Regions from separate parts of the Mus musculus genome. Here regions 1, 2, 3, 5, 6 and 7 are each linked to region 4. Evidence: chromatin contacts called from public ChIA-PET and HiChIP or PLAC-seq data. All regions are on one chromosome and are shown on one strand. The core of a region is the stretch at or near the end of the contact, and the rest is flanking DNA. Distances in the headings are between cores, read along the strand shown. Region 1 has its middle 2.8 kb from the start of Gm42327. Region 2 has its middle 32 kb from the start of Gm42327. Region 3 holds the start of Il22ra1 (interleukin 22 receptor, alpha 1). Region 4 holds the start of Srrm1 (serine/arginine repetitive matrix 1). Region 5 has its middle 52 kb from the start of Gm42327. Region 6 has its middle 6.9 kb from the start of Gm30941. Region 7 has its middle 15 kb from the start of Syf2.

Evidence for each region. ChIA-PET counts read pairs in DNA pulled down with a chosen protein or histone mark. HiChIP or PLAC-seq counts read pairs in DNA pulled down with a chosen protein or histone mark.
Region 1: an H3K4me3 HiChIP or PLAC-seq map of bone marrow-derived macrophages shows a contact between it and region 4, with 3 times the contacts expected there. The contact joins the enhancer-like site here to the promoter of Srrm1 in region 4. A contact is called at or near these places in 4 of 39 promoter capture datasets (embryonic stem cells, liver and pre-B cells), 1 of 15 datasets of contacts at CTCF or cohesin (large pre-B cells), 2 of 484 Hi-C or Micro-C datasets (bone marrow-derived macrophages and neutrophils), 10 of 115 datasets of contacts at active chromatin or transcription factors (the SCID.adh cell line, bone marrow-derived macrophages, double positive thymocytes and 5 more) and 2 of 9 other capture datasets (adipose tissue and liver).
Region 2: a contact with region 4 is called in an H3K4me3 HiChIP or PLAC-seq map of bone marrow-derived macrophages, with 4 times the contacts expected there. The contact joins the enhancer-like site here to the promoter of Srrm1 in region 4. A contact is called at or near these places in 1 of 15 datasets of contacts at CTCF or cohesin (large pre-B cells), 19 of 115 datasets of contacts at active chromatin or transcription factors (the 230-238 cell line, the SCID.adh cell line, T-cell acute lymphoblastic leukemia and 9 more) and 2 of 9 other capture datasets (adipose tissue and liver).
Region 3: an H3K4me3 HiChIP or PLAC-seq map of embryonic stem cells shows a contact between it and region 4, with 3 times the contacts expected there. The contact joins the promoter of Il22ra1 here to the promoter of Srrm1 in region 4. A contact is called at or near these places in 2 of 115 datasets of contacts at active chromatin or transcription factors (both in embryonic stem cells) and 1 of 9 other capture datasets (embryonic stem cells).
Region 5: an H3K4me3 HiChIP or PLAC-seq map of bone marrow-derived macrophages shows a contact between it and region 4, with 5 times the contacts expected there. The contact joins the enhancer-like site here to the promoter of Srrm1 in region 4. A contact is called at or near these places in 1 of 39 promoter capture datasets (liver), 1 of 484 Hi-C or Micro-C datasets (bone marrow-derived macrophages), 18 of 115 datasets of contacts at active chromatin or transcription factors (the 230-238 cell line, the SCID.adh cell line, acute myeloid leukemia and 8 more) and 3 of 9 other capture datasets (adipose tissue, embryonic stem cells and liver).
Region 6: an RNA polymerase II ChIA-PET map of memory CD8 T cells shows a contact between it and region 4, with 10 read pairs. The contact joins the enhancer-like site here to the promoter of Srrm1 in region 4. A contact is called at or near these places in 3 of 39 promoter capture datasets (the 3T3-L1 cell line, embryonic stem cells and pre-B cells), 1 of 15 datasets of contacts at CTCF or cohesin (embryonic stem cells), 14 of 484 Hi-C or Micro-C datasets (the CH12 cell line, the G1E-ER4 cell line, the N1E-115 cell line and 9 more), 21 of 115 datasets of contacts at active chromatin or transcription factors (the 230-238 cell line, T-cell acute lymphoblastic leukemia, Th17 cells and 14 more) and 1 of 9 other capture datasets (pancreatic islet).
Region 7: a contact with region 4 is called in an H3K4me3 HiChIP or PLAC-seq map of bone marrow-derived macrophages, with 5 times the contacts expected there. The contact joins the enhancer-like site here to the promoter of Srrm1 in region 4. A contact is called at or near these places in 13 of 39 promoter capture datasets (the 3T3-L1 cell line, the C10 cell line, cranial neural crest and 7 more), 13 of 484 Hi-C or Micro-C datasets (B cells, CD8 T cells, the NIH/3T3 cell line and 7 more), 46 of 115 datasets of contacts at active chromatin or transcription factors (the 230-238 cell line, DN3 thymocytes, the HPC-7 cell line and 30 more) and 2 of 9 other capture datasets (adipose tissue and liver).

Annotation. Positions count from the first base shown.
Region 1 is chr4:135,052,202-135,056,137 of GRCm38.p6, forward strand. No RefSeq gene overlaps it. Among named protein-coding and RNA genes, the nearest start is that of Gm42327, 2.8 kb to the left of the region's middle. Within about 2 kb of position 2,355, at least 61 of the 459 cell types and tissues checked have an H3K27ac peak or open chromatin away from gene starts, as enhancers often do. A contact at or near this core is called in bone marrow-derived macrophages and neutrophils, where this site is marked.
Region 2 is chr4:135,017,708-135,021,802 of GRCm38.p6, forward strand. No RefSeq gene overlaps it. Among named protein-coding and RNA genes, the nearest start is that of Gm42327, 32 kb to the right of the region's middle. Within about 2 kb of position 1,649, at least 47 of the 459 cell types and tissues checked have an H3K27ac peak or open chromatin away from gene starts, as enhancers often do. A contact at or near this core is called in the SCID.adh cell line, bone marrow-derived macrophages and embryonic stem cells, where this site is marked.
Region 3 is chr4:135,726,435-135,730,375 of GRCm38.p6, forward strand. It overlaps Il22ra1 (interleukin 22 receptor, alpha 1), which reads left to right and starts at 1,725. Exons shown (of 7, transcript NM_178257.2): 1 at 1,725-1,828. The coding sequence starts at 1,786.
Region 4 is chr4:135,351,630-135,355,209 of GRCm38.p6, forward strand. Srrm1 (serine/arginine repetitive matrix 1) reads right to left here and starts at 1,517. Exons shown (of 18, transcript NM_016799.4): 1 at 1,468-1,517. The coding sequence starts at 1,488.
Region 5 is chr4:134,997,345-135,000,976 of GRCm38.p6, forward strand. No RefSeq gene overlaps it. Among named protein-coding and RNA genes, the nearest start is that of Gm42327, 52 kb to the right of the region's middle. Within about 2 kb of position 1,812, at least 70 of the 459 cell types and tissues checked have an H3K27ac peak or open chromatin away from gene starts, as enhancers often do. A contact at or near this core is called in acute myeloid leukemia, adipose tissue, bone marrow-derived macrophages and 1 more, where this site is marked.
Region 6 is chr4:135,659,034-135,662,859 of GRCm38.p6, forward strand. No RefSeq gene overlaps it. Among named protein-coding and RNA genes, the nearest start is that of Gm30941, 6.9 kb to the left of the region's middle. Within about 2 kb of position 2,573, at least 69 of the 459 cell types and tissues checked have an H3K27ac peak or open chromatin away from gene starts, as enhancers often do. A contact at or near this core is called in the CH12 cell line, differentiating embryonic stem cells, epiblast stem cells and 2 more, where this site is marked.
Region 7 is chr4:134,943,904-134,947,947 of GRCm38.p6, forward strand. No RefSeq gene overlaps it. Among named protein-coding and RNA genes, the nearest start is that of Syf2, 15 kb to the left of the region's middle. Within about 2 kb of position 2,223, at least 35 of the 459 cell types and tissues checked have an H3K27ac peak or open chromatin away from gene starts, as enhancers often do. A contact at or near this core is called in B cells, CD8 T cells, the SCID.adh cell line and 6 more, where this site is marked.

The DNA of each region.
Region 1 (3,936 bases), core at 1,105-3,604, 300 kb before region 4:
GAGTTCAATTCCCAGCAATCACATGGTGGCTCACAACCATCTGTAATGGATCTGACACCCTCTTCTGGTGTGTCTGAAGACAGTATACTCATCATATAGAAACTAAATAAAATCTTAAGAAAGAAAGAAAGGAAGGAAGGAAGGAAGGAAGGAAGGAAGGAAGGAAGGAAGGAAGGAAGGAAGGAAGAAACAAAGAAAAAAATAAGAACGAACCTGTAGACTCCCAGTACCCAGCACAGAGGGTGTCTTCAAGGCATTGGAGGTTGAATGTGTGCTTTGGACAGGTGCCGATCAGGACAGCCCCTCTTCTCTTCTCTCTTACTCTGTGACTTCTCAGGGGTGGGGGTGGAGGGGGCTGATCTGCAGGGCCTGGTTAGAGGGAGGGGTCCAAGACATGGCAAGGGGCTTACTTTGTGCTGTGGCTAGCTAACGACCATTTCTTTCTTTTACTAGTGGGTGTGGGAACAGACTGTGCTCAGCCCTTCCACATGTTCCCTGGATGCAAAGGGGACATCAGGATGTAGCTGTGGAGGGTGGAGTTGGGGTGAGCAGCAGGAGCTGATAGATCTTAACAAGTGGAGGTTTGTGTGTGTGTGTGTGTGTGTGTCTGTGTGTCTGTGTGTCTGTGTGTGTGTGTGTCTGTGTTTCTGTGTGTGTGTGGTTTGCAGCCATGTCCCACACCCTGGCAGAGACCACACCAAGGCAAACCTGATGGGTTTACCAGGCCTCGTCACTGTGGGCAAGATGGGCTCTTAGGTCATCTAATCTGGCTTTCTGTTCACAGAGGAAGCAACTAAGGCACAGAGAGGGGAAGGGACTTGCTCGAGGTAACACAGAAGAAAAGAACCCGAGGTTCCAGGTGTCTGGATCTAGGCATCTCCCCTGAAGATTCTATGTCTTTAGGAGTCACATACAAGCTGCAAACTGACCACGGACTCTGTCCTTCACATTGGGAGAAAGAGAAAGCCCTGCAAATTGGTCACTGTGGGAGGCTGTGCCACCACTTGTGGTGCTTTGGGTCAGAATGGCCCTCATAGGTTTATCTATTTGAATGCTTAGTCGCCAGGAAGTGGCACTACTTGAGAAGGATTAGAAGGATTAGGAGGCGTGGCCTTGTTGAAGTAGGTGTGGCCCCGCTGGAGAAAGTGTATCACTGGAGGTGGGCTTTTAAGGTTCCCAAAGCTCAGGCCAGGCCCAGTCTCTCTTTGTCTGTGGGTCAGAGAGAGGGAGCAGCCATTCCCCAAAACACCTTGCAGTTGGCAGAGACAGGATTTGAACCCACGACTATCTGATCTCACAGATCTCACAGCCACGTCTGCCTGTGTGCTGCCATGCTCCCCACCAGGACGATAACGGGCTAAACCTCTGAAACTAAGCCAGCCCCCAAGGAAATGCTTTCCTTTCTAAGAGTTGCCTTGGTCCTGGTGTCCCTTGGTCCCTGCAGCCAAACAGTGACTAAGACAGTGTTCCTGCTTGCCCAAGCGGGGCTGAGTGTCTGAGCGTTCACGCGATGCTTGGCAACTGTTGAATGATGACAAAGTTCGAGACGTTTAAAACCATGCTGACACGCAGAGCAAACGGTAGGCTGCACTCGGCGATGCTCGGGCACAGTGGGTAGGATGTGGGAGGAAGTGAGAACTCAGAGTGGGTTTGGGCCTTGAGACAAGCTGGTGACTAATGGTGATCTTTATTCCTTCATTTCTTCACCCCTTTCTCAGGCCAGCACAGTGGTAACTATCCTTGTCATTTCCATTCTGGCTGACTTCCTCAACATCCCTCAGACCAGCCTAGGGATCATATGGTTTTCTAAAGAATGCAGACACTAACTAGGCCCCCAGCCTCTTCCTAGACAAGCATCCAAGGTTACCTGATCCCTGTAGAATCTGTTTCAGACAGACCCAGCCACTAGACCTGGGCCCAATCCTACCCCGTGAGTTAAAATTGGATCAGATTGTCGTGGGTTCAAATCCTGTCTCTACCAACTGCAAGGTGTGTTTTGGGGAATGGCTGCTCGCCCTCTCTGAGCCCCAGAAAGAGACCTTGCAGATACATTGTGGCTCCCTTCTCTCTTCATACATAGGACTGCTTCCTGCAAATCTGGGACACTATTAAGGGGACTCACAGCCTGGGCTGTAAATTCAGGAGCACCCTCAAAGCAGCCTTCAGACAGCAGTTGCAGGCTGTCCCCGGGTCGATGCTGCCCCGCCCGCCTCACCTCCGTGGTGTTGATTCTGTAGTATGTTTGCCGAGGGGAATCCACTAGGACCCCCAGTGACAGTTTACTAAGGGCTCTGCCCTCCCCAGTCTGACTTCCTCATTCCTTACCAACATTTCCTGGTGTGGTTGCCTGACCGAAAGTGAGCGTTTAGCTTGGAGCTGCTTCTGGGGGAGGCTCTCAGGGATCTTGAGTTGCTCACTTGTCAAATGGGTGTGGGGAGCATGGCTTAGGCAGAAGTTGGAGGCAAACAGGTCATGTCAAGTAGGCCACACAGCAGCTTAGCACGCGGCTGGCCTTCCTTGGCAGGCTCAAACTTCTGTTCCTATACAGGCAGTGGGAACGTCAGCTACCGTCTAACCCCCAGCGCCGAGGCCCAAGGCCAGAGCACCTCACAGTCTTAGAACTTGGGATTGACTTGAGGATTCAGAACCAGAGAGAAGGAGGCTGCAGTCTCTGTGGGGATGGAGGAAGGCTGGCTACAGAGGCTCTGCTTCCAGGGAACCCATCAGCACTGCCCAGAGCACAGGGCTGTTTGTGGAAACGGCGCCCAGGCCAGCTGCCACTGGGCAGACATAGGGAGCGGTGAGAGCAGAGATGATGTCCCAGAGGCCACCTAGCCTCCAGGATTGGTCTGAGAGTTCTGACCTGTGGAGCAGGGTTGAACTGAGCACACGGGGTTTTGGGGTGCTGGTTGGAAGGCTGGGTTCCTCTGTCATCCCCAGATAGTCAAGTGCAAGTGTTGAGCCTGTGCGGCCTCTGGGGGCTGTGGGAGGGGTGAAGTCCCCTGGGGTTCCTGAGCCAGAGCCTTAGACCAAGCACCTCCTGTCTGAAGCTTACATTTCCCCCTCACCATGGAGCCGGAGCAGCGCCAGGCTCCTAGGGCATTACAGCATCATTAAGTAAACTTGGCCAGAGAATAACTAAGCTTGATCAGTGTCTCTCACAGCCAGGCCTCTGACTGCCTCATCCCTCCCTGGCTCTGACTTCTTGTCCAACCCTGCCCCTGCCTGGAAGCTGGGATTCAGATCGAAACCTCATATGGATTCAGGCCTGTGGCTGCAGCCGCCACTGCCAAGGCTGCTACTGTTTGCAGGGAGAAAGTACCTGGGGTGCTTTCTAATGTGTGAAAGGTAAGGTTCCTGCAGGGTCTCCCAAAGCCTAGGGTCAGCATGGCACCTGTCTTACTGCTAGGGAGCCTGTGCAGCACATACCACAGACAGACAGACAGACAGGCAGGCAGGCAGGCAGGCAGGCAGACGGACAGACGCATACCCCTATAGACATCCACACATATACACACCCATCCATACCACAGACACACGTACACACACATAACACACACACACAGCATAACAATAGATACACATGCTCCACAGACACACAAACACTCTCTCCTCACCTACAAAGTACACACAGACATGTTCCCCCAGACATGAGGCTATCCAGACACCCAGACATGGATCCGACAGACACTGGCATGCGCTCAGGCATGCATCCTAAAGCCCCTCTCGGGCCCCAGCCTGTTATCTCCCAGGGAATCTGTCTTGGGTTTGTGTGATGGTTTGTTTATGCTTGGCCCAGGGAGTGGCACTATTAGGAAGTGTGGCTCTGTTGAAGTAGGTGTGTCACTGTGGGCTTTAAGACCGTCATTCTAGCTGCCTGGAAGTCAGTATTTTGCTAGCAGTCTTCAGATGAAGCTGTAGAACTCTCAGCTTCTC
Region 2 (4,095 bases), core at 399-2,898, 330 kb before region 4:
CCCACCACACCTTTCCCCACCCCCACACCAGCATGTGAAGAGATGAGCTCAGAGAAGTGGGGGAAGGGATGCCCCTGGCATGGGACTGAGGACTGCCCCAGAGAGATCTCTCCACAGTTCCAGGCCAACCTGGAAATAGATGAAGGCCCTGGGGGATCCCAGGGGCTCCAGAGCCCAAGGTGGCTGCTTTTCTGCCTTTTTTTGAGAGGAGGAACAGGGTAAGGCGCTAAAGAAAGCATAAATTTGGGACTATAGAGTTCCGAGTCCTGGTTTTGTCCTGGACTTGTGTGACCAAGAACCAGGCTCCTCTCCTCAGGTGGTCTGAGTTTACCAACTGAGGATGGACCACAGAACTCTGTGTGAATGACATGTGGTGAGGAAGGGAAGACACAGAGCAGGGTCACACAGAACCACCCCCTCCTCCCCGCCCTCCCCAGTTAGTAGGAGACAGTGTGGCCCAGTGCGGGGATCATGCCAGTGTGTGCTTCCTCTAGGAGGGGAAATGGAAAACTTGCAGTAAAGACTGTTGGACAGTAGGGGGCGCCAGCCGAATGACCAGCGGTCGGTTCCAGGAAGGTGGAAGTAGTTGGTCTGGAGTTGGCTTATGATGGTTGGTGGCTGCAGGAAGTCTGACTTCCGAACAGGCTTTAATGCGGACTCTTACCCAAAACTCATCTCAGTTCACTGTGTTGACCACTGTTCTTCAGCTTGGAGAACTGAGGATTGACGGTTTTTTACATTTTAATCAGCTAGTTTGTTACAAAAGTAAACTGCTTTTGCCTTGAATGTTTGTTTTGCTTGGTACACAGTGTTAAGACAAATTCTGAGGTATGGATTTGACTCCACAGCAAAGGATCCTAAGATTCATTAGTAATGTCTGTCAGGGTGAAGCCATGGAGGGCACAGCAGGCGTGTCCGGTATCTGCCACCTCTCTTTAAAGCAGTTTCATTACTGGACAGAATTGTCTATCGATGCAGAGATGCTGGGTTGATTTGGGTACGGTCTCCCTGCAAGACCATGTCAGAACAAGGAGCCTACTTGTTGATTCGTCATGGCTGTGAGCATGAAGAAGTTGCCTCTCTAGACCCTGCAAACCTGTGTTCACATTTACAGCCAGCATAGCTCACAATGAAAGAAGGACATTCAGTATAGAACCACCCAGGGTTGTTCTGTGATACTGGACAGGCTGGTGGGTATTGAGGGCAGGCTGGATCACCCCAGAACCTGGCATAGGGGCAGAGCAGCAGGCTTGGGCAGAGCTCAGGCGTGACCAAGGCTTCTGAGCTGAAGAACACTGGTGGCGTCCATGGTGTTGCACACTTGACAAGGTCCTGTTGGCTGCAGGTCTGCTCGTGGAAGAGAGTACGCTACCTGTGAGGGCACCTGGAAGGATCTGAACCAGAAGTCCCAGGTCAGGCCTTTTTGTGGGGAGCTGGGGGACAAGTGTGGCAACAGCAAAGAGCCAAGCCTCCATGAGGCCAGAGTTAGGGAGCAGGGTCAGCTAGCTCTTGTGGGCAGAGTCCCCAACAAAGGGCTCACATGTTCTGCTCTGACTAAAAATAACTGGTGCTTATTGCAGATGATCTAGGAGATGCAATGAAAGATAAAAGCTAAAGCTGCAAACAGCCCACAGACACCTCATTATACAGACAGTGTCTCTCAGCATGAGTCACATCTCAAGTCAGACACAAAGTGACATTGTGCTACAGTGTTGGCCATGAAACTCGGGGCTTTACCCATGCTAGGCAGGCCCCTATTTCCACACACGGTCTCATTGATTTGCCCAGACTGGCCTTGGATTTGCTCTGCAGCCCTTGACTTTCCAATCCCCCTGCCTCAGCTTCCTAAGTAGCTGGAACAACAGTCCTGAATCCCTGGTTAGCCTTATAGTTTTGAATTTTCCTTCCTCCAGTGGCGTTCAAGAAATGGCAGGTGACCGCTTCATGACAGGTGCTTGCTAGCATTTGTTAAAATGCAGATCTTGCCTCTACCTCCACTGACTGAGCCTCAGGACCACCCCCCCCCCCCGCCCCCACCTGAGCTGGGCCAGAGATCAGAGGGGTTTGGACAGGGAGGAGACAAAAGAATGCTCTCTGAGTTTGTCACCAACTTGGGGTTGCTGACAAAAGGGGCCACAGTTCTCTTTGTCTCCCACTTGGTAGAGGAGCTCTGGACCAGTAGGCAACGAGTAGCGCCTCTTCCTCCCTCTCCTCCTCCTCCCTCTCTTCCTTCCCTCTTCCTTCTCCTCTTCCTCTGCCTCTTCCTCTTTGTCCTCCCCCTCCTTCTATTCCTCCTCCTCCTCTTCTTCCTTCCTTCCTGGTGAGGCGTCTCTGGTGAGTTCCTGGAAAGGGCACACTCAGGCTGCATGACAGCTGTCCTCAGGCCTCTTGGGGACCTGAGAGGATGGAGGCCCCTGAGCTGCTGTCCACACCATGTTGGGCATTCACTCAGCCCACACTGGTTTTCTCTACAAACCTTTCTTGGCAACACAGAGACCAAATATGGTTTAGAAGAAATGGCAGGTCCAAGAAGGTGAAGAGTTGGGTTGGAGAGAATCAGGACTCCCCGCTGGACCCCCATCTTCATGCTTTATGAACTTCCAAAGAGGCCTTACAGCAGCCATTGTAGTAGAGAGCTGGTGGGGTGGGTGGGGCGGGGTGTGGGGTGGGGCAGGGCAGTGCTCACAGCAGCCATAGTCACAGCTGGTGAAATGGGGTAGGGTGGGGTGGGGCTCTATAGCATTTCAAAAAGAGGAGTAGGAGCTGCTTAAGTGACTCAGCAACTAGGGATGCTTGCTGCCGTCCCAGAGGACAAGTCTGATTCCCAGCACCCATGCCCGGTGGCTCACAACGCTAACTCCAGGATCTTATGCCATCCTCTGGACTCTACGTGCCCACACACAGAATTTAAAAAATTGTTTAGAAAGAGGAACAGTGGAATTCTGGGAAACCACTGACTAGCTATGAGGAGTCTTAGAGCATTCCAGATCAGACCAAAGCAACTGGAAAGGCAACAGTTTCCCTTTGGATAGGTCAGCAGGCTGTGTAGCCAGAACAGGTGGGTCAAATTAGCTAAACCTCCCCAGCCTTCTGCCCAGCGCCTCTCCCTCCTTCCCAAACCAGAAAGCCTTAGTGAGCTCGTTTGTTCCAGTCCCTCCAGCTACCTCTCCTTCCTCTCCTCTCTGGGCCCCATGGCTCCTGCTCCTTCCTGGAGTTGTTCTCTTGCTGGTGGCTGAGCTGGGGGTCCTCACTCCTCCAGCCCCAGCTGAGACCCCAGGGAGCAGGCACACTGTGAGTGATTCTGTCAGCCCATGTCCTATCGGCCTGTGCTCTAAGGGGTGGGTGAGGACTCGGGACAGCTGACCTGGAGGAGAAGGGTGGTCATATGGAAGGCATGACACTGGGCAGGTTTTGTTCTGAAGGGCAGACACAGGACCCCCAGCAGAAGCTAGCATGCCCATTTTTCTGCTTACTCTAGCTTCTTTGCTTTTCTGGCTTTTTGTTTGTTTGGTGTATTTTTGCGGCAGGGTTTTGTGTAGTTCATGGTGGCCTCATTGGGTCGCTTTGTAGCTCAAGATGACCCTAACTTCTGATCCCCCTGCATCCATCTCCCCAGTGCTGACATTATAGGCATGCCCCTCATCCCATATGCATGTATGCATTTCCCTCACCCCCTATATGTATGTGTGTATGCAGCACTTGGGAGCCACCAGGGCCCCACACATGCTAAGCACACTCTACCAACATCTTCAGCCCTAAAAGTCACATTTCCAAGTCCATCTGTCTGTCAGCTCAGTGTTGGCTAGTTGAGTATATCCGTGGCCCTGTCTTCACATCTGGAATTCAGACCTGATAACTGAAGCATCAGCCGCCATTTTGGAACACGAAGTTACCTATAGCAAAGATGAAGCCATGTACTGAGGCTGGCAAAGGAGAAAGAAATAAGAAACAGAGATGCGGCACCATCAGCTTCTACACTTGAGCCCTTGCTTCCTGACCAATGGGACACAAACCTTCTGTTGTAGTCAGGGTTACCGTTGCTGTAAAGAAAAACCATGACCAAACTTAGGGAGGAATGGGTTTATTTGTTTCACA
Region 3 (3,941 bases), core at 475-2,974, 380 kb after region 4:
TGAGTTCCTACCTTGGCTTGCCTCAGTGCTGGGCTGCAACCTGTGAGCTATGAAACCCTTCCCACGGTGTTTTCAGCTTCGGTGGTTATCTCAGCACGGAGAACAAACTGGGACAGTACCAGGGCTGGAAAAACATGGTTGGAAGGATTCCAGAGGAGACACAGCCGCTGCTGGCGTGCCACCCAGTGGGGTCACAGTGAATGAGAAGCACCTGGCTTCTCCAGCGTGCATCCAGAGCCTCCCTCGGCCTCAGCCTATCAGGACGCAGCTGGCAATGCTGAGAAATGTCGTCTCTACAAATGATGGAGAGCAAAGATCTGGCTCTCGGGTTAGATACACTTGAGCAGAGCTTCAGTGCTCACGGTTATAACACAGAGAAGAAAACTAAGCCCAGGTTCCCATGGATCAGAACCCATTCCGCCTAAAACGCTGATCCCAGGGCCAAGGGCCCAGCTCAGTGTGACTTACTGCGTTCTCATGTGAAGTGAATTAGGTTGACCCGAACCTTGGCCTGGTTCTGCAGTTGATAATGGGGCCAGGCAAATGTGCTACAAAGCATGGACCTTTATCACATGCACCCTAAACCTAACCCAAATAGCTTCTTACATCATCTCCGGGGCCCGGCAACGAGGTCCACCCCGGTGTGCATGGACACTGATGTCCGGGACGGCTCTTCGAGGTGGCAGAGAGCTGGGGAAGCATTTTCCACCTTCATCCTCCAATCTAAAGTCCTGCCCCACTGCCTCCCCTCGAATGCGGCAGGAAGAATCCCCCTTTGTTAAGATTCCCTTTCTCTGTGTGCCTGCACATGCGCGTTTGTGTGAGCGGGCGCAGACTCCCGCGAGGAGCTTGGAGGACGCCATAAGCATCAGTACTAGCTCCCATTGTCTTTGAGACAGCATCACTTGGTGCCCACTGCTGCAAATGCAGGCTAGGAGAACCACCGCTCTCTAGAGATCCCCCTGTTTCTGCCTTCGATCCACTCACAGAAGTGCTGGGATTACAGACACTTGGACTTCACGTCCATCTGTCCAATCCACCTTCACTTAGGTTCTGAGGGTCTTCACACTTGCTTGAAAACACTCTACCCACTGAGTCATCTGGACTCCAGTCCCTCCCCGCACCCCCACCCCCTTTTATAGATTCTTTGTCCAAGATTCCGGCTGAAGATTGCCTGGGCCTCCCACCTCAGCAGCCTTGCCAGGAGGAGGCTGTTCCAACCACACTGCTCAGCCCCCGGGGAGGAAAAGGGCGCACTGAGCTCCCTGCAATTCCACCAGCGAGAATCAAGCCAAGAAGTCATTGTTGAAGGTATTCTCTTACTCATGTCCTGTTCTTTTCCTTGGGATAAATCCTCTTGTAATGGAATTATTAGGACAGACGATATGCAACACACCCGGGGCAGGCTTTGATATGAGCCAATTACGGACTGATAAGACTGCTCTTCGGCCTTGCCTTTCCTAACTCTCTGGTGCACGGCCGCACCACCAGGGGCCTTGGGATGAATCAGTCACCAGACCAGATAAACAAGCCCTTCCGCTGCTGGTGCCTTGTCTGCACCCAAGAAAGGAACCTCCCTTGGATCTCGCCCAGGTCCTGGAATTCCTCAGCACCCGACTAGGCACCTTTGTACCCCTGCCCCCACGAGCCCAGGTCTTACTCTGCTCTCCTCTCCCCGCCCTGGGCTGGGCGGGGCCAGCTGCCAAAGCGGCAAGACTTCACACACACCCCAGCCTCTGTGCAGGGGTCCAGAGCCGAGGCCCGAAGGGGCCCTGGAGGGACCCAATGAAGACACTACTGACCATCCTGACGGTGGGATCCCTGGCCGGTAAGTACCTCTCGACCTGTCCTCAGATCCTCCTACCCCAGCAGCTAGGGAGCACAGTTGCCTATTCCTGCCCCATGAGTCTCTTAGCAGCCAGTTTCATTTTCTTCCCGGCTGGCACTGGACTGGGTGGCAAGTTTTCCTGGAGATGGAGATGACCTGGTCCAGGTAGCTGGAGAGAAGAGAGTACCCCAGACCTGGCTTCCTAAAGGGTCTCAGTTGACCTTCAAGTATGCAGACATTGATTGACCAGCTGTCTGAACTCAGGGTGCTGAGTAGGTAGAGTCTTGGCCTCAGGGGTGCCGCTTCATGCTCTGTTTATCATTCAAGAGGGGACAACAGGCTAGATAAAGCTGGTGTCAGGCTACTGTCTCCATCCATGTCTCCTCACGCCCCTCTGGCTGGATCAGTAAAAAACAGGTCTCTCCAGCAGCCGCCAGAAGGCTGCAATAAGTCACTAGAGTGTCCGTGCAAATGCGACTAAGGACTATGGCTGTCAGGTCTCATCAAATAAACTTTGGGGTTCATACCTGTGAGACATGAGACAGGGGCTTGATCTGTTCTCCTGAATGGAATCCAGGGCTTCTCTCTCAGGAGGCAGGGCTGAGGCATGTTGGAAGGAAATGGTCCAGCCATCTCATGGACCTTCTTGCTTAGTAGTGCATAATACGGTCCCTAAAGACACACACTTGCAGCCAGGTGGTCTTTAATCCCAGCGCTCAGGAGGCAGAGGCAGGTAGATGTCAGCCTGGTCTACAGAGGGAGTAGCCAGGACAGGGATAGAGAAACCCTATCTTGAAAAACAAGAGAGACAGAGACAGAGAGAGATCGCAAGAGCACTGCTCTGGCTCCTATTGCCCAAACAGTGTGTATGCATCCTTAGCATCGGCAAAGCTTCTTTCCAGCCCTTGGCAGACTGCGAAGATTAGATGCAGTCCCCAAATTCTCTGAAGCATCTTCTTTTACATCCCAGGGTGGAGCCATGGATCTCCTGACCCATTAAGATGGAGGGAAAAGGGGGCAGAAAGGAGCCCTGTGGTGCAGAACCCTAGCCTTAGCCACAGACACAGGCTCCGGCCCCAGCTCTCTGGCTGGCTCCAGGTCACTGTAGATGGTGCGTTTCTCCTTAGCTCCTAGGGCAGCTGATACATTGTTTTTCCACACAGATGTGAAACTTGTCTTTTATAAAGCCGCCAGACAGCCAGACTCCCCACCACAGGTCTCCTTTTCCAGGTTTCACAATGTAGACTTTCAACCAGGAAGTGTAGGGACAACACAGGCGGGGAAGTGGACAGATTTAAAGAGGGAAAAAGAGGAGGAGGGAGAAGAAGGCTGATTAATGCCCTAAGCTAGGAGAGGCTCTGCCAAGATCACTTAGCCCACTTCAGAAAACCCTCCTCCGTTCCTCCCCTCCCCTGCTGTCCCCCCCCCCAATTCTTTATTGGGGTATGCAAGCCTCAGCCCCCAGCTTCTCCTAGCCTAGACATCCTACTCAGGACTGTCCTAGTACCAGCATGCTCTGCAGCAGAGTCTAACCATAGGAGGGGAGGTTAAACTCACTGCAGACAAACCCCAGCCTTCTCTCAAATCTACCCCCTCTCTCCTGCCTGGGGCTCACCCCCATGTCCACCCAAAGGCCACAGTTCAAGCCTACATTCCTTCTGCTGGTCTCTCTAACCCCAGCCTATGAACCCCAGCAGAGTGCTCTAGAACTGGCCTCGCATCTGCTCAGCCCAGGATCCAAGCAGAATGCTATTCACATCTCAGGGCGACTCGGCTCAGATGTCACATTGGGTAAAAGTAGTGGGAACACTCGAACCCTGTCCCCGAGGTCCCACTGTGTGAGCTTCAGGGAGGACTGGAGAACAAAGATGGCCACAGCTGCTGCCCCAGACTGACCCAGATTCAGGGAGGTGTGACCAGGGGACCTGCAGCTGTAGGGATGGGCCGTTCCCATCTTCTGCCCTCCTCACCCCTGCAGCCCACAGATCCCTCCTGAAAGATCCATGCAGACTTGGACTGTAAGAATAGCCATCCTCCTCTCTGCCCGTCTGGCCGCTGGTGGCTGTAGTCAATCGTGGAGGAGGCGGGCATACACACATCAAAAGCATATGTT
Region 4 (3,580 bases), core at 267-2,766:
TAACTGACAAGCCTGGCCAGGGTGCAAGTCTTCATTCAACCCCAGCATTCGGGAGGCAGAGGCACACAGATCTCTGAGTTCAAGGCTAGCCTGGCCTACAGACTACAGAGTTCCAGGATGGCCAAGGCTACACACATAAACCACTTCCTGAAAAGGCAAAACAAAAACTGAAGGGGGTGGGGGGAGAAAAAGAGACAATTGACAAGTGAAAGAAACCTTCGACTGTTTTTAAGTGTTAACTTCGGTGCCATAAGAAATGAGTACTGACTACAAAGGTTAAGTGCCTAGTTTGTAGTGCAAGTATCTGAGGTGCTGGAGATAGACCCCAGTGTCTTGTTCATACTAGGCAAGCTCTCATGAACCACATACAAGAAGCACCTTTATTATCTCCCTCCTCCTTCCCCCGCCTTCCAATTTTTTCTTTAAAAATGCACACAAACTGTAAACTATATGCTTGATTCAGAGAATGCAAAACTCTAAGCAGTGGTATGACAGAGAGCTGGTATCTGGATTTTTACCAAGCTGTCTTACAAGGTTCTACTCTGCATTACAAGAATCAGCGATTCCTAAAGGGTTTGTTGCTACTTTTAATCCCACAAGTGTACGTTCCCATACATCTAGATCTCGACCTGTAGCTACTTTCCTTCCAAAGTGGACCTAATAAACTGCCTTACTGTGTGGGATCTATGTACCACCTCCAAGGTAACGTCCCCTGCCTGGACATGGGCCGCTGGGAAAGGGTGCTAGCGAAGAGCGGGAAGCGCGACGGAGTCACAACCGTAATCTGTCTCCACCCTCGCACACACCGTTCACTCCAAAAGCCTCCGATTCAAATGTTCCAACTACAAATTATCTAAGCTCCCCTCCCCGAAGAGCTATCAAATTGGGCGGGAGCGCTCACGAACTCTGACCCTGCGCCGCCGGGAAAGCTTAAGACCCAGAGGGTGGACGCTGTACGTCGGGGTTTGGGGGGGGGGCACCCATTTTCTCCAAAGCTGCCACTAAAAAAAAAAAATAATAAGGCCCCTTTCCTCAAACACCTCTCAGGACGGAGCCCCAAACCATACAACCGGTACCCCGCAGCCGCCCCGGGCTTCCCACCGGCCTCCCCCTAAAGACTTCCTCCTTGAGGCTCCGCTAGGCCCCGAGCCCGGGCGGCCGGCGCGGCGCCCGGCCTACAGGGCCTCGCCAGGCGGCCGGTGAGGTTCGGCTCCAGCCCATTCCCGCCGCCATTTTCCGGCCACCGCCACCGCCGCGTAGGGGGGGACGATCCCGGAGGAGGAGACTGCGCAGGGGCGCACCGGTCTCGGCCGCAACGCCGAGGCCGGGGGACGCTGCCCACGAACCCCCTCGGGGTCTCTAAGGCCTTCCTCCGCGGGCCGTCCTGTCCGGGATTTTGAGCGCCTCCCCCTCGGGTCTTACAAACAAGCCTCTCGCCTCTCCCCGGATCCCCGCGCTCGGACTTACGCGGAAGAATCCCGCGTCCATCTTGCCGCCTCGCTCGGAGATCGCTCCCTATCCCAGCGTGCACCGCGCCGCCGCGACGGAGGGCGGGACCGGCAGAAGGGAGCCCAGCGCCGGGAGGCTGCGCGCGCCGCTACACCCGCCCCGCTCCGGCGGGCCTGCGGCTGCGCCTGCTCAGTGCGCCACGAGAACGACGCGCATGCGCAAGCGCACCAGGGCGGCAGCCTTTCGCTAGGAGGGGAGGCGAGCTGGGCGACTGGAACCAATGGAAAGAGGAGGGAGAATCTTTGGGTCGCCCAACCCTACCGATCTTTTTTTTTTTTTTTTTTTTGTGGCGCATGATCAGCGGTGTTCGCGCGACTTGAGTTGATCCTTCCTTTGATCCGTAGTGGGAGGATGTGGGGAGTTGAAGGGAGATGGGGGGCGGGGGGGAAGCCTCAGTCCTGGGGTGCATGGGTAGTCATAAAAGAGAATGCTTGCTTAGGGGCGGCCCGATACGCCAGTTGTTGTCATTGTGAAAGTTGAGCTAGGAGTGGGTTTTGGGAGGTTGCCGGCGGGGTTGAGCCTGCAGCGTCAGCTCGTATGAAGCCCGCGTGTTCGCCGGATGTGCGTCGCATCTGGCTTGTTCTTGAGGTGTCCATTGGATACCTTTCTGTGCTTCTGCTGCGAAACCACGCCGAAGGGCAGGAAGTGGAAGAGGGCCAAAACCGGCCCTTTAATGTGCTCACCAAGCGCTTTCTCTCCAGAAAAGTTTCTCTGGGGCCACTTTGTAACATTCCATCTTTCACAGACACGCGCACCTCTAATGCTTTTTCATGGAAAAGTCGGGAAGTGGGCATGTCTGCCCTAGGAGTGCTAGTGTAGAAACCCGAATGTCTCCAGGCATTTTTTTTTTTTTTCTTTTCCTGGCTTTCCTACTTAAAGGGGGTTGACTTTCCCATTTGAACGCCCACAGACCAGATATGACTAGGTTCGTCTCGTCCATCAAAATCATCAAATGAATCGAAATAGCAGGGAAATCAGAGAGGCTGTCTTTGAGCCTTCTCTGTCTCTGTAGATGGCAGTAGCTTTCCTTTTGTTTAGGACAATCTTGCTGTTGAGAGTCCTCTTTCCTGCACACCCCACTCCCAAGCCCTCAGGAAACACACATGCCACTATGATGGAGGCCCAAGGTCCCTTATCTGAGTTGAACTCCTGCACTAGTTCTGTCACAGATAGCCCTGTTCCTGACCTTGCCACCCAGCATCCATTCTGAAGGAGGCCCGGATGCTGAACGATGCTGTTGAAAACCCTAGGTATCTCTGTGAGTTCAAGGCCAGTCTGGTCTACAGAGTGAGTTCCAGGACAGCCAAGGCTACATAAAGAAACCCCATTAAGTACAAAGAAAGGACGTTAAAGAAAGAAAGAAAACCATGGGCACTTGTCTGCTGAAAAGTCTCCAGTGGTTCCTCACATTTTTTTTCCCCTCCAAAAGTCAAAATTGCCCTTTCCTTGATCCCTTGTGCCTCAACCTCACTCCCTGAATTTCCTGCTGCCCAAGGTTTGTACCGGTCTCTGAGCTTCATGAAACCTCTGACTGAGATAGGCAACAGCAAGGTTACTTGGTAATCCTCAAATTCTACTCAAGTGTCCCCCAGGAAAAAGGCTCACGCACCCTCCACCCCCAGCTTTTATCACCTGAATTTAGGGGGTTTTGTTGTTGTTATGTTTTGTTTTGTTTTTTCACTTATCCTCAACCTTTGTTTCTCACAATGAATTGTGCCCTCTGGTCAAATCTTGACTTCTGCTTCTCTTAATATTTAATAGTGGGTGTGGTGGGTCAAGCCTGAAATCCCAGCACCTGGGAGGCAGAGGATGTCTGAGGATTCTGAGTATAAAGAAAAACCCTGGGCTGGAGACATGGCTCAGTGGTTAAGAGCACTGACTGTTCTTCCAGAGGTCCTGAGTTCAAATCCCAGCAACCACATGGTGGCTCACAACCATCTATAATGGGATCCAATGTTCTCTTCTGGTGTGTCTGAAGACAGTGACAGTGTACTCATATAAATACAATAAATAAATCTTTTTTTTTTTTTTTCCGAGACAGGGTTTCTCTGTGTAGCCCTGGCTGTCCTGG
Region 5 (3,632 bases), core at 562-3,061, 350 kb before region 4:
ACGGGCAGCCAGGCTACGCAGTGGTTTCAACCACCCCGGCCACCACAGCACAGAACAAACATCAAAGTGGTATTTTATCTTGTGCATGAGACCACTAGACACTTTCGTAAGTCTCAGATATATTAATTGGATTTTATTAATCTAATTTTTTCAATCCCTCGAAAACTGGCGATTTTTTCTTGAGAACAATTTCATCATTACTTTCAGTTATGCAGAAAAGACTAAAATAAGAAGAAGAGGGAGTGGTAAGATGGAAGCATCCAGAAGGGTGAAGTCATGGTGACGTGGGCCCTCTTGGCTGGGTGATTCTGCAGTTTCTGAGCGTGTCACTAGGCTGAGTGAAAAGTTGGACCCCGAAGCCGTCCACACCCCACCCCTTGGAACCTGGATGTTTCCTTACACAAGAGAATTTGAAGAGGTGATTAATACCCTGTGATAGATCATTCTAGATTATCTGGGCGACTTGGGGTAATCACATGGGGTAATTCGTAGAAGGAGCGGATATGAATAAGGGGAACTGGGGGCAACCAGTGGAAGGAAGACTTGTTGGTGTTTGCTGGGTTTGAGTTTGGAGAGGTGAAGCCGTGAGTGTGAGTGGCCTCCAAAGCCAGGGAAGACGCTGGAAAGCGTCCTCCAGTAAAGGTCACGGTCCTCCTGGCAGCGTGATCTTAGCCCTGCGAGGCCGTGTTAGTTATTGTGTTTGTCTGTGTGACTCCAAGTCAAGGGAGGAGGCTTTATTTCGGCTTGTGATTTCCTGGGGCACAGACCATCGTGTCGGGGAAGGAAGGCATCACGGCAGAAACAGCCCTCAGCTGTGGTTCAGCGAGCTTGCTCACATCTAGCTGCATCAAGGTAGGTCAGGAAGTAGAGAGGGACTAGGAAGTGGCTTGGGTTATAAAGCTCAAGACCCGCCCCTCAGTGATCCACTTCCTCCAGCTAAACTCCACTTCCTGAAGGCTTCACAACCTCTTAAAGCAGTGCCGGTGGACAAAATGTTCAAACACGAGTCTATGGATATTTCCCATTCAAATCGTAACAGACTCACTTCAGATTTGGACCTCCAGAACACACGCTCCCCCCTCCCCCTCCCCCTCCCCCTCCCCCTTCCCGCCTGCCTCTCCCCTCCCCCGCCCCTTCCGTGTGTGTGTGTGTGTGTGTGTGTGTGTGTGTGTGTGTGTGTGTGTGAGAGAGAGAGAGAGAGAGAGAGAGAGAGAGACAGTAGCAAGATGGAGCTAATCCAGTGGCCTAAAACACTGCATTGTTAGAAGATATAAAAAGAAGGTTGAGGCTGGGATTAGCTCAGTCAGTAGAGTTCTTGCCTCCCATGGTGCAAAGCCAGGGCGGGTTCAATCCTCAGCATGGTGTGAACCAGGCCTGGTGGTTCTCTCCTGTGATCCCAGTAGTACTCAGAGGTGGAGGCAGGAGGATGAGAAGTTCAAGTACACCATGAGTTTGAGGTCCGTCTGGGATACACTGGACCCTGTTGAGTGAGTGAGGGGCGGCTGCAGGTGTCATTTTATATCATCCTGCAGTGTGAGTCTTGCTTCCATCAAATGCAGTTAAGGAGTCAGAGCCGCCCTCCCTTTCCCTCTATAGTGACAACAAGGAGAAAAATGATGGAGACAGATGTCCCAGGACTGTCAGATGATTCAGAAAGCACTTGCAGGCAAACGACAGCACCACAGACTTGAATTAATGAAGATGTCGAAACCAGCCACAGGAGTGGAGTCTCAGCCGGTGAGTGTTCACAGTACAACGTCCCAGATGAATTGTTCTCAGACTCGAGATTGAACGAGTAAACAAAATTTCAGGGGAAATGTGTTATTCTCGCCTGCTTAGTCACCCTGCGCCGTTCTGGGCCAAGAGCCTAGGTGTTCCGTTATTCTGGCTCATGGGTAAGCAGCAGTCTTTAAGTTTGAGTGCCAACTTGTACTTAATTGAGTTTGTAATTCAATTACCCTCAGCTCCTAAGTGGACACAGACAAAGATGGGTGTTCTTGCTAGTGGCTGGGGACGGGGGGGGGGGGGGGGACAGGGAGCTGAAACAGAAATCAGGGAATGTTGTCTGGGTTGCTGCTTGTAATTGGTGTTTGCAAGTCTAAAAATAGAACTCTTTTGCAATCTTGGAGCAGAGATGACTGCCTTTCTTCCCCAAACCAAATTACGAATCATTAGAGATTTCAGAAAATGGAGCTGGGGAGATGGCTCAGGGTTCAGGAGCAAGTGCTGCTCCTAGAAGATAGGGGTCCATTCCTAGTTCTGTGTATCACAGGTAGACATTGAGGGCTCCCAACCATCCATGACTCCAGTTCCAGGGGATCCTCTTCTGACGTCCATGGGCACTGCACACACGCGGTACACAAACATACATACAGACAAATCACCTATAGAGCTAACATAAAAATAAATTAAAAACAAAACAAAACAAAAAAACCAAACCTCTTCAGTGTTAGAACTTGGCTTTGTGAGTGTGTGAAGAAAATGAGAAACGAGAAGGTCAACTCTGGGAGATGCGCTTTGGATCCGAATCCAGATTCGCGAGCCTATGTCCGTGGTTCTGTGTGGAAACTGTTGAAAATTTAGTCGTATATAGACAGTGGTACCCATTTCAAGCATGCATACCTTTAAAACTGGAAATCTGGGTTAAAATGTTTACAATGATTCTGTTTAAGGTTGTGTAAGAAGAGCTGATGAAGTTGGCCCTCACTCCCTTTATTCTTTGTGTGGATTTATGTCCCTGTGTGCGTACATCAGGGACAGATGCTGAGTGACCTCACTAAGCTGTTTCGTGTCTCGGCGCAGGCTGATGTTGAGTGCCCCCGGAAGCTGCTCTTCACCCTGTTTGAGATACAGTCTCTCACCGAACCCTGAGCTGGCTGACTGTCTCAAGCAATAGAATTGGACATATTAATGGGAAAATGGGTAAGGTGATAGATATTATGGTAACTAATAGATTATGAAGAAGAATCAACTGAAGAGGGGAGGGGATGAGGGTGTCCTTGCGTACCCTAAGAGCTCATTACTTACCCTATGGAGAGACTCTACCAGGTACTATATGGGAGAGGCAGGTAGCTGGTTGGTCCCCAGGGTTCTGCTTCAAGGCTGTGCACTCTTCAAAGAGAGGTGCTGTTCATTTGCAAAACAGCTCCTGGTGCAGCACAAAACCTGGCAGAGCTTTGGTGACCCCCAGAGCAGGGACCCTGTATTTAGGGCTGCGTGTCACCAGTGCCCTGACAGAAGCTCAGCGTCCACCTACTGGTTGCAGTGCTTTGGATTAAACCCACACAGCTCCAGAATACGCAGGTAGCTGTGTAAAGAAGCAGAGCCCCCAAGGCCTTCTCTTTCTGCAGCTGACACCTTTTATCCTGGTCACAGGCATGGCAGCTGGTGTGTGGTGAAGGTTCTTCAGTGTCAATAGAAGGAACTTGGCCTGGTGTCCAGATCTGTTGAAGCAATCTGTCGTTGTTCTTTGGTACCCATGGGGCAAGGACTCCAGCAGGTATCAGAATCTGAGGATGCTTGTATCTTTTCTGTAATGAGATTCAGCAGTTGCACAGAACCCTTGGATGTTCCTTAGATGGTCTGTGATTTCTTAGGAGATCCAAGGACACACATGCTGTGTAAATAATCAT
Region 6 (3,826 bases), core at 1,323-3,822, 310 kb after region 4:
CAGTGGTCAAACCTCCCAGCCTTCCCTCAGAGTAAAGAGCCCATGATCAGTCCAGTGGGGGACCCCGCACCTTGAGTACCAGTCCATCAGCACTGCCTGTGCCATGGCGGCCAATGAGAATTTGAGTGCCGTTCTGTGTTGCCCTCGAACAGAGGCTGAAAATAGCCTAGGATCTTGTTCTGAGAAACGCCAGTTGCAGTTTGCAAGCTGGGGTACGTACGAGGTGGCCTGGGAAAGCTGCATCTGGGTATTGGTAGCTGTGTCTGCTGATGGCCAGAGCTGTCCTTTGTGATTAAACCATGAGGGTTGTTCCAATTTATCAGAAACTAAGGCCCCAGGAGCATTATCAACGACATGGGGCTCATTACAATACCATTTGCATTGTGGTTCTGACACCTTACCCTCTGCTGGCCTTTATAGAAGACCGGGGTGGGGACGGGGGATGGGCAGTAATACCTTAAAGGATGGCACCTAGGCCTCCATGACTTACCGATGAACACGCCATGAATCTCATAAATACTTACAAGAAACGGTTTGAAATCCAAAAGCCAGAGTCATCGTGCTATCCTGGCCACCAGGAGCGGCCCACTCCGATCTTGGAACGTTTGCCTTGCTTTGCTAAACAAACTCTGCCGAAGTGTTCTGCATCTAGTGACTGAATTCTGTCCTTTGAGAACACAATACGCCAGAGGACCCACCCCACCCAAATCCCATAACTGCAGGATCCACGGCTCGGAGGGACCCACGGATCGGTGGATTACGGCAGACTTACTCAGTGAGCTAGGTGCTCTCCCCACCTTCTGGAATAGAACATATCTCAGCCGTTGTTCTGAGACTCTGAGATCTGACATGGAGCAAGCTCTCATTCCACAGACTTATTATGTTGTTATAAAGTCAACCCTGAGCTGGCTCTGCCCTTTCTAGAATATTCTGTATCCCATCATTTCAAAGCTAGCTCAGGTACACGCTAGGCCCACCATGAGCCATCTTATTATCAAAAACAAAGCGAGAGCACCAGCTGCTGTGGTGAACATCTATAATGCCAGCGCTGGGGACGTGGGGTGGGGTGGGGGAGGATACTGAGGTTGAGACTAGCCTGGGCTACACAACAAGATCATCTCAAAAAAAAAAATAAGATAAATAATTCTTTTTTTTTTTTTGGTGACAGGGTTTCTCTGTGTAGCCCTGGCTGTCCTGGAACTCACTTTGTAGACCAGGCTGGCCTTGAACTCAGAAATCCGCCTGCCTCTGCCTCCCAAGTGCTGGGATTAAAGGCATGTGCCACCAACGCCCAGCCAAGATACACAATTCTAAGGCCATGTACATTTGGAAAACTGCAGGTGCTGGGAAATTGGGAAGTCTATTTACCACTAAAGGTTCTGAGAAGGCCTGCAGCATAGGGACTTGATTGAGCCCAAGATCCTAGGCTGCCAAATCTATGACCACAGGCGTCTCATGGCCCTAGTGGGTTGCTTTGCAGCTGGGTAACTGTGAATGCAGAGTTACTTCCAAAACATACTTTGGAAATATCTGTTCAAATCTAAAATATAATGATAGAGGTGTCTCTGTGTGTGTCCTTGTGTGAGCACGCACACATGTATGTGTGTGTGTGTGTCTGTGTGTACATGAGTTTGTGTGTGCATGTTTGTATGTGTATGTGTGCCTGCACATGTATGTATGTATGTGCATATATATGTGGGTGTGTACATGTGTACGCACATGTGCTTATATGTGTGTGTATGTGTGCATGCACATGTGTATGTGTGTATATATATGTGTGTGTGTGCACATGAGTGTGTGCATTATGTGTGTGTACGCACATGTATGTATGTGTATATATGTGTGGGTCTGTGTATGTTTACACACATGTGTGTACGTGTGTGTGCATGTATGTATGTCTGACTCATGCATGGGGAGGGAATTACCCACAAAGAGGAGCCCAATGCTATGAGCAAGGACTTGAGAGCCCTTCTGCCCCGCATTAGTATCTAGAAGTCGTTCACTCTTATGCTCATTTTCTCAGGGTCCTCTCTTCCTCTTGCTTCACAGAGGATAGGGCGAGCAGGGTGGTAGGGTCAATCTGAGAGGGCTTCCTGGAAGGAGTGTGGAGCTGACTGAGGAGGAGGAGGAGCATCCTGTGGCAGGGAGGAGGGCAGGGGTGAGCATGCCACACCCTCAGGACACTTGGCTCTTTGCACACTGTCAAAGCCAGCTGTTGGCTCTCTGCCCTGGCTTCCAGGTCTACAAACCTCTCCTGAGTCAGCTCTGGGTTCCAGCTGGGGAGGGGTCAGGCTCTTTCCTGCTTAGGGACCAGCGCCATCGTCAGGGCTACAAAGCTCTTCTCTCTTCCTCCAGGGTAGGGACTGCAGTGGGAGAGACAAGCTACAGTCAGCACAGTTGGGCTACTAAGGACTGTGTGCCTATAGTCACTTCCCCTAAGGAAAAGGCAGCCAACCCAGAACACAGAGACAGGGAGGGAACCCCCAGGGCAGGAACCTGACTCAGGCTTTCTCAGGTTCCTCTAGAGATCCCCTTGGCCAATCAGAGGAGTGAGGGGGGAAGGAAGTGGGTGCTACCACAGAGGTGGGAGAGGCTCTGAGCAGGTGCTGGCCAGCTCCATGGCCCAGCCCAGAGCTGGGAGCGGCTGGGTGCCTCCTTTCCACCCTCTCAGCTGACAGGGCAGGGCTACAGAGCATGCAGGGACCTGGGACCGAAACTAAGCAGTGTGTTCACCAGGGACCCTCTCCCAGGTGGGGACGCCAGACAGCTTTCAGCAACCCTGGAGCCTGCCCCGCCCAGGACTCAACCTCTAGAAACCAGACCAATATCCCAATATCCCCCTCGTGAAGCAATGACAGAGGGAGAGAGAGAAGGCCACGAGGACCGTCAGGGGGATCTTTACACAGAGTGCTTTTCTCTGTCCGTGTCTCAGCTCGGTGCTAGAATTACAGCAGAGACCCAGACTAGATTTGTCTTCTTAAAGGCTGGGGCCTTGGCCAAGTCCCTGCACCCCTGTATACCTCAGTGGTCTCCACTGACAGAAGGTTTCTTCCTCTCTTCAAGGTTTCTTCCTTTCTTCTTCCACCTGGTTCTTCAAGGACAAGCTGACTCAGCCTTGGCTGGAGGGATGAGACACCTGACGAGAAGCAGGTGCACGGTTGCCACAGACCCACAAGTGGCAGCAGCTGCTTTGCGAAGTCCCTATGTGGGGACCCTCAGCCTGCATCACACCCTAGTCTCCGTGTGTTCGGCTAACCCATCCTCTACCCCACCCACACTCTCACCTCCCACCTCCCATCCCCCACCCCCCACACCCATCAAAGGGGTCCCCAGCTCCAGAGCTGGAGAACGTCTAAGAGCAAATAAAACAGACCTTGGGCCCATTACAAAGGTTCTGACTCAAGGCTGGGCCAAAGATCTGTGGTCAAACGTGTATTGTGGATGCCTGGGTTCAGTCTCCAGCACAGACAAAAAGATGGGGGGGGGGTCACTGGGGCAAAGTGGAACACAGACACTAAATTTTTGCTTGTTTTTCAAACTTCTAGGACACAGACACTATTTTGTTTGTTGGTTTGTTTGTCAAACCATTATGAGCCTTTCCCATCCCACCTCCCCACACCCAGTGCTAGGAGTGGAACCCAGGGCCTTATGCATATGAGGCACCCCCCCTGTTACTGAGCCCCACCCCTAGCCTGTCAGAGTCCTAAAAGTAAAGTGACCGCTACAGCCAGAATAATCGTTTCTCTGTGTCTATTGGTGGAGAGTTCGCACAGAGAGTGTAGGGGTCAGACGACAACCTTGGCCGTTGTCCTCAGGGGCCTTCTAC
Region 7 (4,044 bases), core at 973-3,472, 410 kb before region 4:
CTGGGCAGTCTAGCGCCTGCTCTGAGAAATTTCCCAACCCCTCCCACGCAGCTCCCGAGAGAACACAGTGCAACTGGGTTTTCGTCATGGGCTTCACAGCATTATGCCCAGTAGCTCTGGATCACCGAGGCTGGCGGTTAACAAGTTCTCTTCCACCGAAACTCAAAGCTGGGCGGCGTCCCCTCCCCTCGCTAGGACAGAGGGGGAGGGAGCGAGGGTACAGAATGTCACCTCATTACCTGCCCTGGGATCAAGCCTAATGGAGAAAGACCACACCACGCCTCAGATCCCACGTGCCAGGGCTCCAGATCTCAGGGCTTCCAAGTGTGTTCATTCCAGAGCATTATCCATCAAAGCACAACCCAGGCAGACACGTGTTCACACTGGCATGCCCACAGCATGTGTGCAGGATGGAGGCCCGGTGGAGATCTGAGCGGAGCTAATTAGCTGTCAGCTGCGTCGCATCTGGAGATCAAATATAAAGTGCTGGCATCAAAAATCTGTTCCGGTTGGTCCCTGTCATCTCTGTTTTCCTGGTACCGCGCCATGCTTTGTAGCGTGGCTCTTATGCGTCTCCATCCTGACAAAACCCCAGCAGCGGCCAAGCTGGGAGTCCAAGTTATCTGCTGTGGGTGGCTGTGTGTTCCTTTATTTGGTGAGCGCTGGTGTTAGGGACCTGGATCTTGGCGGGAACAGACAGGCAGTGGGTAATCGCACTTTGGCAGAATATAGTTTCCCTTCCTTTTTTAAAAATTTGGTATGTGCATGAAGTGTGTGTGTGTGTGTGTGTGTGTAGAGGCCCAAAGTTGATGTTGAGTGTTTCCCTCCATTCCTCCACCATCTCTTTCATTGAGGCAGAGTCTCTCAGTCAGTCAAGCCTAGAGCCCACAGTTAGGGCTAGTCTCTGTACCAGCTTACTCCAGAGATGCCCTACCTCCTGGCTTCAGGGGCTGGAGTTACAGGCAGCCTGCTGGGTTTACTGAGCATTTTATCTTCATGCTGGGGTGCCCAACTTACTGTCCTCCACTTCCGTGACAATGACTTTTATTGCTGATGTGTCTTCCCCAACCCCTCCATCTTGTCTTTTGAGACAGGGTCTCTCATTTGGCCTGGAACTCACCAATTACACTGGGTTGGTCTGCCATCGAGCCCCGGGGAGCTCCTGCCTCTGCCTCCACAGCACTGCTGGGGGTTTAAGCACAAACACATGCCACCGTGCCCAGCTTTCAAATATGGATCCTAGGGCTCAGGTCCCATGCTTGTATGGCAAACACATCCCTGACGGAGCTATCTCCCCAGGCCCTCTCCCCAGCCCTTTTTGAGGCACTGTCTTGTTATGTAGCCTGTGATCTTCTTGTCTAAGCCCCACGAGGCCTCATAGATCAGAATGCAGTGTTCAGAGGGAAACGTCAAAGTACTCTGAAGGGAATTTTGGTTGCACAGTGGAAACCAGGTACAGACTCAGGCCAATGCAGGTTGTAACTTGAAAATGATATCCTGATAATTTCATTCATCCATAGATAGGTTTTCAGGTACCCTAGGCTGGTCTTGAACTCCCTCTGTAGGTGAAGATGACCTTGAATTCCTGGTCTCCTTGCCTCCACCTCTGGAACGCTGAGATTCCACCACCACCACTACCACACCCAGTTTAGGCAATGTGTGGATCTTGCTCATGGCTTCCTTCATGCTAAGCAAGCTAACCTTACCAATTGAGCTGCATCCCCAGGCTACGACCTTGGTTTTAAAAAAGAGCCTTTTGCTTTCCTGCCCTCTGAGGCAGACATTTGCAGTCACGGGCCAGCAGGGTACACCAGGTCAGGGGTGGGTTGCTGGCAGGAGCTGAAGGGGCAGGGTGTACATTTGTTTTTTAGAAGAGGTACCAGCATCTGGTGATGGGAGACTGGCCAGAGAGCGATGCCAGCAGCAGTTTGCTTCTATTTAGATATTTAAGATGTTTTTCTCCCTGGTGGAAAATAGTCTGTTTCTGGTTTAAGTTGATTTAAAATCACTGCCATGTTATTGTAAATAACGTGACACCTCGTTTCTTTCAAGGAGCTTGGAGTTCTGTGGTGGAATCCCAAGTATACAGACGACAGATTGGCCTTAAGAACGGATTCTTCTCCGGGACAAAAAGATGTGTGGGTTGTGTTGTTTTGGATACACTTCAGAAAGCAAGGGATTGTTGGAGGAGGTGCTGCCCTCATATGTCCACTAGGTGGCAGCAGATATTTAGGTTTTCGGCGGGCACACATCCCTGCGGTTTTCTGTGTGGACCTCTGACTGTTAGGCTTCATTCGGGATTTGTTAGAAGCAGGAGTTCTCTGGCTCGCTCCATCCAGACCCCGCGGGGCAGATGCTCTGCGCACGGGGACCTGAAATCTGGACAATTTGCTGCTCCCACAGATTTCGAGAGAGTTTGAAGCCTTCCTGTGATCAGGGGTCACGTGCTGTGACTAGGAGACACTGAAAGATGTCCCTGTCTCAAGTATTTCTGTTCTAGATCTTTCCTCGTGTCTAAAATGACCCCAGTGAATCATGACATGAAGTTTATGTAGAGAAAGCCCTAGTTGTTAAAGAAAGTGACTCCTAATCCAGTAGATTCATGGAAGCAGAGAGTCTTGGGCCAAATCCGGCACATGGCTTGTTTCTATAAATAGAGTTTTATTGGGACAGGATCAGGCTCATTTGCATGTTATCTACAGCTGCTTTTCATGAGTGGTTTGATGGATGGTGGCCTGCAATGGCTGTTCCGTTACGTTTGGCTCTCTATAAAGCAAACATGTACAGATTTAGGACTACGGCTATAGTATTGGCTGGAGGTGGGGTGCATTGGGATGGAGCTACAGACAGAGATTAAGATGTTTACACCTCAAAGGCGTGGTGGCGCACGCCTTTAATCCCAGCACTCGGGAGGCAGAGGCAGGCAGATTTCTGAGTTCGAGGCCAGCCTGGTCTACAAAGTGAGTTCCAGGACAGCTAGGGCTACACAGAGAAACACTGTCTCGGGAAAAAAAAAGATGTTTACACCTGCCCATCATAACTGCTTTCTTAATCATGACCAACTAAGATAATGCTTATTGGAATTATAATTCACATTTATTTAAAATTATATTTAAATTTATATTTAAAATTATATATTTTTAAATTTTAAATTTTAAATTTTATATATTTTTAATTTTAAATAAAGTATATTTATATTTTATTATATATATTTATATTTTATATATTATATATACAATTATATTTTTATATAATTATAAAATTATATTTAAATTTAAAAATTATAATTCACATTTATTTAAAAATTCCAGGTGGTGGTGGCACCACACTCCTTTAATCCCAGCACTTGGGAGGCAGAGGCATCAGATTTCAGAGTTTGAGGCCAGCCTGGTCTACAGAGTGAGTTTCAGGACAGCCAGGGCTGCACAGAGAAACCCTGTCTCGAAAAAGCAAATTAAAAAAATAAACAAAATTGCAAGCCCCGAGGATTCTAGTCTGTCCATGGGGGCTGTGGGGACCGGAAGGAGAGCATAGTGGTGCATGCCTACAATTCTAGCACTTGGAGAGAGGCTGAGGCAGGCCAGCCTGGGCTACACAATAAAAGCAGGTCTCAAAAAAAAAAAAATCATCTGTTTTCTGTGAAAGGACTTGAGGCAAGGCTACAGATTCAAAGTGCAGAGAAAAAAGATTTTGCCAATAAAATGTGATAGGCCACATTTGGCAAAGGTTTTTTTTGCAATTGTTTCTAGTGTGTGCATAATATGTGTGTGTGTGTGGTTACATGCATGTGCCACTCAGTATGATATTAATTAATTAATTTATATATTTATATGTGGTTGGTTCTCCTTTTCTTTCTTAAAAAAAAAGATTTATTTATTTATTTATATGTAAGTACACTTTAGCTGTCTTCAGACACTCCAGAAGAGGGTGTCAGATTTCATTACAGATGGTTGTGAGCCACCATGTGGTTGCTGGGATTTGAACTCAGGACCTTTGGAAGAGCAGTCAGTGCTCTTAACCACTGAGCCATCTTACCAGCCCCTG